Regions from separate parts of the Danio rerio genome. Here region 1 is linked to region 2. The links are chromatin contacts, called in public Hi-C maps. All regions are on one chromosome and are shown on one strand. Each heading gives the region's core, a stretch centred on a gene start, on an enhancer-like site or on the middle of the called end of the contact. The rest is flanking DNA. Distances are from core to core; before and after follow the strand shown.

Evidence for each region. Hi-C and Micro-C count contacts between places; a contact is called where the count stands out from the background.
Region 1: a contact with region 2 is called in a Hi-C map of an unstated tissue, with 2.0 times the contacts expected there. The contact joins the enhancer-like site here to the promoter of fam20cb in region 2. A contact is called at or near these places in 2 of 18 Hi-C or Micro-C datasets (caudal fin and an unstated tissue).

What each region holds. Positions count from the first base shown.
Region 1 is chr12:19,953,809-19,958,612 of GRCz12tu, forward strand. The region is part of intron 4 of fam20cb (FAM20C golgi associated secretory pathway kinase b); the gene reads left to right. Among named protein-coding and RNA genes, the nearest start is that of foxl3, 26 kb to the right of the region's middle. Within about 2 kb of position 2,108, at least 3 of the 62 cell types and tissues checked have an H3K27ac peak or open chromatin away from gene starts, as enhancers often do.
Region 2 is chr12:19,859,617-19,864,412 of GRCz12tu, forward strand. It overlaps fam20cb (FAM20C golgi associated secretory pathway kinase b), which reads left to right and starts at 1,481. Exons shown (of 10, transcript XM_683800.10): 1 at 1,481-2,691; 2 at 3,151-3,326. The coding sequence starts at 2,174.

The DNA of each region.
Region 1 (4,804 bases), core at 858-3,357, 95 kb after region 2:
GAAGGTCGATCTCCCGGAACAGGGTTGGTCACGCCTGGCCAAAATGAATACATTTTCACAATAGACCTACTATACATTTATCATACTCCAGAATAAGTAGCCATCAGAGGAGTGCTCTGACGTCTTTAAGCTTTATTCTTCTTAAACCTTATCACTGTATCCCAAATGGCACACTATTGCACTAATGCATACACACTCAGTAGCACATTATATGAATGGTTTTCTTTTACTATTTAAACCATTTCCCAGACAATGTTTGACGGTTGCCAAAATAGTAGCCTACCTGTCATGACAATAACCACATTCACCATCAAGAGGCGACATACTCACTCATCTAGAATTCTGCTAGCACAATCCGAAATAGATTAAATAAACCAAACTTTATGCGATAACTCCCTCCCTTCCGCTATTGAGCAATGCTGCGATGTTGAGCGCGTTAAGTTTCCACAGTTGAATAAGTGCATAATCTTGCTATTTATTTCACTGTTAATGCACTACTTAAAGTATTATCAGTGGCTGAAAGAGTACAGAAAAATCATACATAGGTAGAAGTGCTATCACTTGCCCAAAAATGTAGTGCAAGTAGAGTAAAAGTATCTGTTGTAAATATTACTCAAAGTATAAGTAAAAAGTCGCCCTTTCAAAAGTACTCATGAGCCGTAAGTATTACGCTGTAAAAAGCTGATGCATTTGCAATTTTTGCATGTTTGTGTAAACGTAACATTCTGTAGTGCATTTAGTTATTGCCCAGCAGGCACACAACATTATAAGACATTAATATTAGGTTAGATTTAGTGATGTCAGGTGACCAAAATTTAGTGTCTAGCCAGAGTCTAAGGTCAACGTTATTTTGATGCCCAATGACGACAACACATGATGTTGATATTTAATTGATTTTAGGTTGTGTTGGAAAGTGACCAAAATCTAATGTTGAGCCAACATCTTAAACCAACGTCATATTGACATCAAATACTGACATTTATTCATCAGGTATGGCAACCAAAATCCATCATCTGATAGACATCATAGTGGTAACGTCCACACAATTTCAAGCTGTAACATCAGTAGACGTTGAAATTTTGTTGATTTTAGGTTGGATGTTGTACATTGACATCGGACTTTGGGTTCTGATGTCAACCCAATTTTCATTTCCGAATAAAATGCAATGTCTCCATGACGTGTGTAAAGTTGATCTGATGTCATGTTGCTGTCTTGTGCCTGCTTGGTGTTTAAGGCCTTTTTGGTCATCACACAGTAAACATCCATCATCTTTTCATTGTCTCAGGGTCAATGCGTGTAAAACATTTTAGACATCTTTTAATGATTCCCAACAGTTTGCTGCATTTATAAAGCGCCCATGTCTTGAGGTAGTTCATTATGATGCGATTTACCTTCTATGTGTGATTTAGTTGGACAGGAATTACAGGACTGATTTTTCTAATCCCCAATAAACAAGAAGAATAAAGTAGTAACTGCAGGTTGAAGGAAAGTAGTGGAGTAAAAGTACCGATACAGCACTAAAAATGTACTCAAGGACAGTAAAAGTGCACATCTTTCAAACTACTTAGAAATTATGATTTCTGAGAAAAACTACTCAATTAACAATAGTTTGAGTATTTGTAATTTGTAGTATTATACTACAAAATGGCGTAGAATAGTGTACGAGTATGTGATTTGGGACGCACCTTATATAAAATAATTTTTCTCTAAAACTTTTCTAAATATCAACTGAGTTCAAGTGCAGGTTGTTATTTTTATTTTAAAGTGGGTGTCTCTGTCCTGGAGAGCCTGCGACTGCTATCTGACAACTCGTCATTAATGATCTGATTTGAGCGGAAGGGAAACTCTGATTGTAGACTCTGTTCTTTGAGGAGCAGGACTCTGAAATCACAACTTTTCATTTGTTCACAGACCGGACAGCGAGCAGAGGAAACTCTCTCTGTCATCTCTGTCAGCATGACTGGGCAATTAGAAGCTTCAAGTGCTTTTATTCTCTAGGCCTCGTCCATTAGCTGTTTGCAGGGAGATCTTTTTAAGTTGTCCTGTCAGCATAGGGTCTGCTCTCGCACGCAGGGGTGAATCACCTTTAAAACATGAATGAGAAATACTCACACCTAACTAGCTCAGTCTGGGAGAAAGACAAACATGTTTATTTAATGTTCAGGAATACATAGAGGTTTGTGCAAGGTCACATCAGTCACTAGGTTGTAAATTCTGATAAAAAAGTGTTATTTACTCAATAAAATATGTGTGGTATACAGTCAATAAAGGATATATAACAAATTACTCATTTTTTACAATGTGATGATTTAATATTGAACATCTATGATGTATTTTATAGTGTAGTCTGAGCGCCCTCTATTGGAGAAAAGTTAGTACATTAGAAAAGTTTGTTTGTTTTATAAATTTTTTGTGTTTAATTAAATTCAGCTAAATTGCCAAAATAAATCATCTGTTGACCATCACATCATTGTGAACTCAGCTAATCAGTTTTGCTATTATTTTAGTCTAACATCCATTTGTGCAAGAAAACATACAATCGAATGTAAGTGATGTCATCTTTCGTTGTTTTCGTTCGAGAAAACAGTTTACAGACTGATTGCAGTAACCCATTTAAGTTCAAAAACTAATCCTAATAAGTACTGTGAACCTAATTCATTTGAGTAAAAAAAGCAATTTGAGCAAAGTAAAACCTGATAAATGAAGAGAACTCAAACCAACTGAGTACTGTAAAACTCAAGAAGCAACTAAAACTGTATGAGGAAACTGATTGCAACAAACCATTTCAGTTAAAAAAACTAATCAATATGAGTACTGTGAACTTGCTCCATTTAAGTTGAAGTAATGAGGTATTTAATTGACCCATTGCCTTTAGCACTGAGTTCAAAACTCTTTTCATTCATTCATTCATTTTCTTGTCGGCTTAGTCCCTTTATTAATCAGGGGTCGCCACAGCGGAATGAACCGCCAACTTATCCAGCAAGTTTTTTCGCAGCGGATGCCCTTCCAGCCGCAACCAATCTTTGGGAAACATCCACACACACATTCACGCACACACTCATACACTACAGACAATTTAGCCAACCCAATTCACCTGTACCACATGTCTTTGGACTGTGGGGGAAACCAGAGCACCCGGAGGAAACCCACGCGAAGGCAGGGAGAACATGCAAACTTCACAAAGAAACCAGCTACCAGCGACCCTGCAACCTTCTTGCTGTGAGGCGACAGCACTACTTACTGCACCAGTGCTTCGCTAAACTCTTTTTAAATTAGTAGAATTAACTTTCAGTAAATTTTGAGTTAACTAAGCCCACTCGAACACGGGGAGAACATGCAAACTCCACACAGAAACGGCAACTGATCCAGCCGAGGCTCGAACCAGCAACCTTTTTGCTGTGAGGTGAACATGCTACCCTCTGTGTCACCGTGCAGCCCCCAGTTTGTTATTTGCCTAATAAATGACAATTGGCTACAGTTTTTTATTTAAAACTTAACCAGATTCCTATTTTTCTTTCTAATGATATATTTTGTTATAAATTTCTATTTTAAAAATAAGTATTTATTGATTTTACTTTATTCTAAATGTTAAGGAAATGTTTTGGTACATCAAAAAGTGTGGTTATGATGACCATCCGACAAGTTAATCCAGCTCAAAATAGTGCCTAAATTCAGTATTTAAATCTCATGAATAAATAGAAAATGAGGTAATTAAATGCAAAAAGGTCTACATTTTGAGAAAAAACAACCATCCGTTCCTTACACCAGGCTGGGTACAGGCTTTATACTGTATATATTTTTATTTCCCAAGTACTTTTTAAACATAATAATTTTAATAACTAATTTCTAATCTAAATTTTCTTTTGTCTTTACCATAAAGTCAGAGTAAACAACATTATTTATTTTTATATTTTATAGTTATTTTGCAAGATACCAGTATTCAGCTTAAAGTGCAATATACGAGGTTTATTAATTCAACTTTGCAAGTTGGGAAAATATTTACTTTTATTTATTTCTTTACGTTTTACTTCATTCGTATTAATACAAATGTGAATGATCATTGCTGGATCATTTAAATTCACAGTGTTAACATGAGTTAATATATTACAGAGCAGAATATTTTTACAGCTTTATTTATTTTTGTTAATGTTAGTTTAAAGCATTATCATTTTTCATTGCCTATTAGTTCATGGTGTTAGTTGATCCATTATTTAACATTGAGCAATACATTTTATAGCATTTATTTAACCAGGTGAATGTTAGCTCATTTATTTATTATTAGTATCAGTAACGGGGCATTAATTAATGCATTGATTATTACCTGACTAAGAGCAACATATCTGTATTCCATTTATTAACTACTTTTCTTATCCTTAGTAACACAGTTACAAAAATTTGTAGCTTGTTCATTTCAGTTCATAGTGTTTGCAATAATTCATGCATTATATAATACATTAACTGAGGAGAATAATTTTTTATGTTACTTCATAGTGTTAATATTAGCTATTGTTTCAGTCACTTTTGTTACACTTTATAATAACAGTTCATAAGGAAATTATAGTTAATATATTTAATATTTAAGATGACCTAACAACTTTATTTTTATTAACTAACATTCAGAAAATATTAGTGAATACTGTAATAACCTATTGTTCAATGTTTTAAATGTAACGCAACTACTGTAATTTAATTTACTGTAATTTAATCTATGGTTTAATAATGGTTAATATAATTTAATAATGGTTTCTTTTTAAATACTTTTGTACAGCATTTATTGATGGTTTATTAATTGCATGTTATGAAG
Region 2 (4,796 bases), core at 231-2,730:
ACAAATCCACAAAAAATTGTTACATTTAACAAATTAAATTTAATGCTATTGAAAAAAGTAACCCAACGAGGGGGGTTGTCCGTATTTATTTTAATGTAAAATTTTAAAAGAGGTAGTTCTTTCAGAAATAAACACTTCCTAATTTATTCACCGTCAGGTCTTCAAGGATGTGTGTGAGTTTTTATTTATTATTTTTTAATTGGATCAATGAAGAAGATTAAACCTTGCTGATTCATAAAATGCAGATCAATGGTGACCACTTAGAAAGTCAAAAACAACATACAGTATAGGTTCAACAAAATTAAAACTCAAGCTCCTAATGATATTTTGAGGTCTTATGAAGTGAAACTGGTGTGTGCAAGAAAGTAATAATTAACAACAACAAATTATATTTAATTATGGATGGGAAACACAGGAGAAACCCTTTTTGCAGAATATAAGTATTTTTTTATTATAGTCAATATTTTTTTATTTTTAGAAAAATTGTGAAACTATGTTAGTAAAATTTTTGATTGTTGTGACTACTGTCTTTTAGGCCAAAAGGTAAAACCATTTTGAAAGTTAAAAAAACAGTGACTGCTAGCCAGTTTTGGGAAAACAAGACATACTGTAGCAGGGTTAGTTGTAACAGGGTGTTACAAATTAGGCCACAGACACCAATTAGATGAACAAAATAATTTTACAATTTTGAGTGTAATATTGAGAGCTTTTTATATTAAAAAATGTTTACTAGAAAATAAAATACATTTTATTGATAATAATACAAATAAATGTATTGTATAATAATGCAAATAAATCAAAATGTGTTTATCCAAAAGTAATCTGCCTTTTTAATTAACCCTCTTTTCTGATTTGACTCACAGGTGGGGTAAATACTGCACAGAAACCATAGGTCTGGCGATCATACTTTCGGTGCTTATTTGTAGGAGAGGCTTGTGTGTTGTTGGTTAAAAAAATGGTTTGTCTAACCCCCTACTTTGGTCATAATTTTTCCAAAATCAAAAAGTGTTGCTTTGTGACCCGCTCTCCCCAATGCTTCTTTTTTCCAAAGTGGCACTGCCCTACAAAAATGTCTAAAAATCTTGAATGTTCATCTGAAAGAGTCACCTGCTTAGCCTACTGGATGGCCTGAAGGTCTGTAAATCTTAAACCAATGCCTTAAGCATATTTCTAGCCTGCTTATATTCCTCTAGTCTTGCTCAACTGCTTACTGACATGAAGAAACAGTCCCGAAATTTTCCACCAAAATAAGGTGGTAGAGAGCGGTTAGGGCGTGCGTGTTAAGCACATCTTAAAAAGTCATTTCAGACAATAATGGGCAGCAGTGTGTGTTCAGACGCCCTCTTCTTGCACAATCTGACGCTACAGGAAGAAGCGAGCCTGGGCTGCCTGTCCTGCCGTTTTCAAGCTCAGCCAATCCTCAATGTGCGAGGGGCTTCAGCATCATGATATTTAACACACCCACCCCGAACATCCGACCGAGGTATTTCCTCAAGCGCCTGTCAACGGGCAGACATCACCTTCACGAGAGCTGGACGAGCGGCAGGAAACGATGAAACTTTCTCCACATATCACATTTGTCGACGGACGGAAGGAGGTGCGATGCCACACTTTCTCGAGACCTGCCAGGGCTGCCTGCATGCGTCTCGTCGCTTTCACCGTTTGAACAGCCTCGATTCACACCGGATAAGACGAGCGAATGAACTTGTGCAGCTGTGAAAGGCATCTCGTGCGCTGTATGAAAAGCGGCAGATGTTTTCTTCGCACGCCGAAATGGACATCGCGAACGCGCACTTTTCTGGATAGTCTACTGTATCCGACGAGGCTTGACTTGTTCGCATTTCGCAGATATCTACTGCATACGAGCTATTAAATGGTCAAACAGACTATGAGTGACTGTGTCGCGTCTCGTCAACTGACCGCACGGGAGGAATTTAATCGCGAGCGCACGTAAATAACTGGATTATTGTTTGGCATGGATGTACACGAGCGCTTCACCGAATAAACCCTCATCTCTGCCCTTAAACTGGCACATGAAAACGGAGACGTTCCATGCGTTCCCCTCCTAAAATTGGGAGCCCGTGTTTTATGTACAGTTGGCGATGTAGTGCGCTTGCTCACTTTTATCCCTGACATTCCAAACAAGTCGTTTCTCGAACGCGAGAGCCTGAAGATGATCCTCTTTAGAAAATTCCGCGTCTTGATTTTGATGGTGTTTCTTATAGCCTGCTCCATGCACATTATGATAGACTTGTTACCGAAGCTGGAGAGACGGAGCGGTAGCGCGTGCTCGTGCTCACACACACCCAGCGAAGAGCCGCAGAACTGGGCTAAGCATCGAGCCAAGCCGGGATCAGAGTCCGGCTGGCCTAATAAACACACACTCCGAATACTTCAAGACTTCAGCAACGAGCCCAGCTCCAACCTGACCTCTCACTCGCTGGAAAAGATGATGGTCGGTGAGAGAGCCGAGGCTTTGAAGAGATTTGAGCAGCTGACAGGTGATGAGAGGAGGCTCGCGACGCGGGACTCTGCCTTCAAGAACGCAGCGGTCAAGGGTTCGAGGCTCTCGGCGCTGTTTGAGCATCCTTTATACACCAGGCCATTGCCTCCTTTAACTGACGAAGACACTTTATTCAATGTCAACACTGATATACGGTTTGACCCTAAAGCTGCGGAGAATCCAGAGTGGTAGGTTGAGCAGCTGTGTTTCTTTCTCACAAACATTAAATACACACTCTTCAGTGGAGACAAACAGCTGTTGCCCTTAAATAATACTGATATCTAGTACATAATGATAAAAAACATATTGTTATTATTATTAATATTTTATTACTGGTGTTATTGTATGTTTATTAACATTTTTGATAATTAAAATATAAATAGCCATACATGTATATTAATTATTTGTTATTTTATGTTGATAAATCTACTATGATTATACTATTATTTAAAAATAAAATAGATTATATAGTAGTAAAGTTAATATTGTATAGTCATAATAACCATTATTATTATTATTATTATTATTGTTATTATTATTTCTATGCATTGAATAAAAAACAAACAAACTTTAAAACACAAAAACACAGAATTGTCTATGCGTTTGTAAAATGGTATTACATTTAACACATTTTTGTATTTTCATAGGAATGGGGAAAGTAAAGATGGGGATTATGCGCCTACGGGTGAGATGTCTTCAGACTCCTACCCAAACTGGCTCCGCTTCCACATTGGGATCAACCGGTATGAGCTTTACTCCAGGCATAACCCGGTTATTGACGCAATGCTGAAGGATCTGGTTTCGCAAAGGATCACCAGTGTTGGTAAGTTAATATTTGAGATTGCACAACAATTAGTACACAATGAGCAGCATTGGAGTTGAACGCCATTCAGAGAAGTGATTTTTGGATTGCGTTTGTACAGTTGTGACGCTGATTCGAGTGCAGTGTTTGAGTGCAGATTTAAAAAGATTCTTTGAATGAAGTTTCTTCAAGATAATGGTTAGACTCTTCCTGCAGTCTGTCTGCGGATGCATCAATAAAATTGGACTGAGATTCACTGCTAGTGGATTCCAGCAGGGTAAATGAATGAGAAGAGCGTGCAATTTAGACTTAATCAAACGCCATGCTGTGGAAAAGTATCTCCTGCCAGGCATGCATATCGTCAAGAAGAATTTTGCTTGATGGGATGCGTTTATGTGAAGCACCAAGGTCAACCTCAACTTATTACATGGTTCTCCTAAATTCTTGAATCTGATTGGATGATCACTTTAAATTGTGGGCAGAATATCTTTGTATTTTTAACAAGAAACTGTATATTTGACAACTGTCCCTGACCTCCAAACCACCTCATATTCTTCTCACATGATAAAATAATTCCTCAAACCAAAATATTTATTCCATTTATTGCCTTATTTGGTATACCTGGGTCAATAGAGAAGATACCTGATTTTGGTGTTTGTTTCAAATTTTATATATAATTTTTACCGGTCAAAAGTTGGGGTCAGTAGAATTTTTAAATGTTTTAAAATAAGCTTATCCTGCTCACCAAAGTTGCATTTTTTAAATAAAAAATACAGTACAATTTGTAAAATTGTGAAATGTTAATGCACTGTAAAATAACTGTTCAAATGTAGTTTATAATTTCACTTAATAGTTTATTTTAGTGACTTTAATGATGAATTTTCAGCTTCATTACTCCAGACTTTAGTCACTTGATCCTTCAGAAATCCCTCTAATATTAATAATAATAATAATTATTATTATTATTTTTATTATTATTGGTAATAATAATAAAAATAATAATGACTGGAGTAATAATTCCATCCAAAACTACATACAATAAGAAAGGAATTTTTAAAAATTGTAACCAATATTTAACAATTTAACTTTTTTTTATTTAATAAATGCCGCTTTGATTAACAAAATAATTTTATTAAAAAAACATGAAAAAAAAAAACTGAATCAAAACTTTTGTATATTTTTTATTTGAAATATTCACATATATCATATTTAATGCAAGTACGGTGTCTGTTGTAGCATTTGATATAAATAAATAATCAAAAATATGAGTGAAATACTTCCACTATGATTAAGTGTAGCATACTGTATATATGTATAAGAAAAATATACAATATAACAATCCTGACCCATTCTTATTAAATATACTTATATTATTATGAGTATAATATATATATATATATATATATATATATATATATATATATATATATATATATATATATATATATATATATATATATATATATATATTATAATTATATTATATTATAT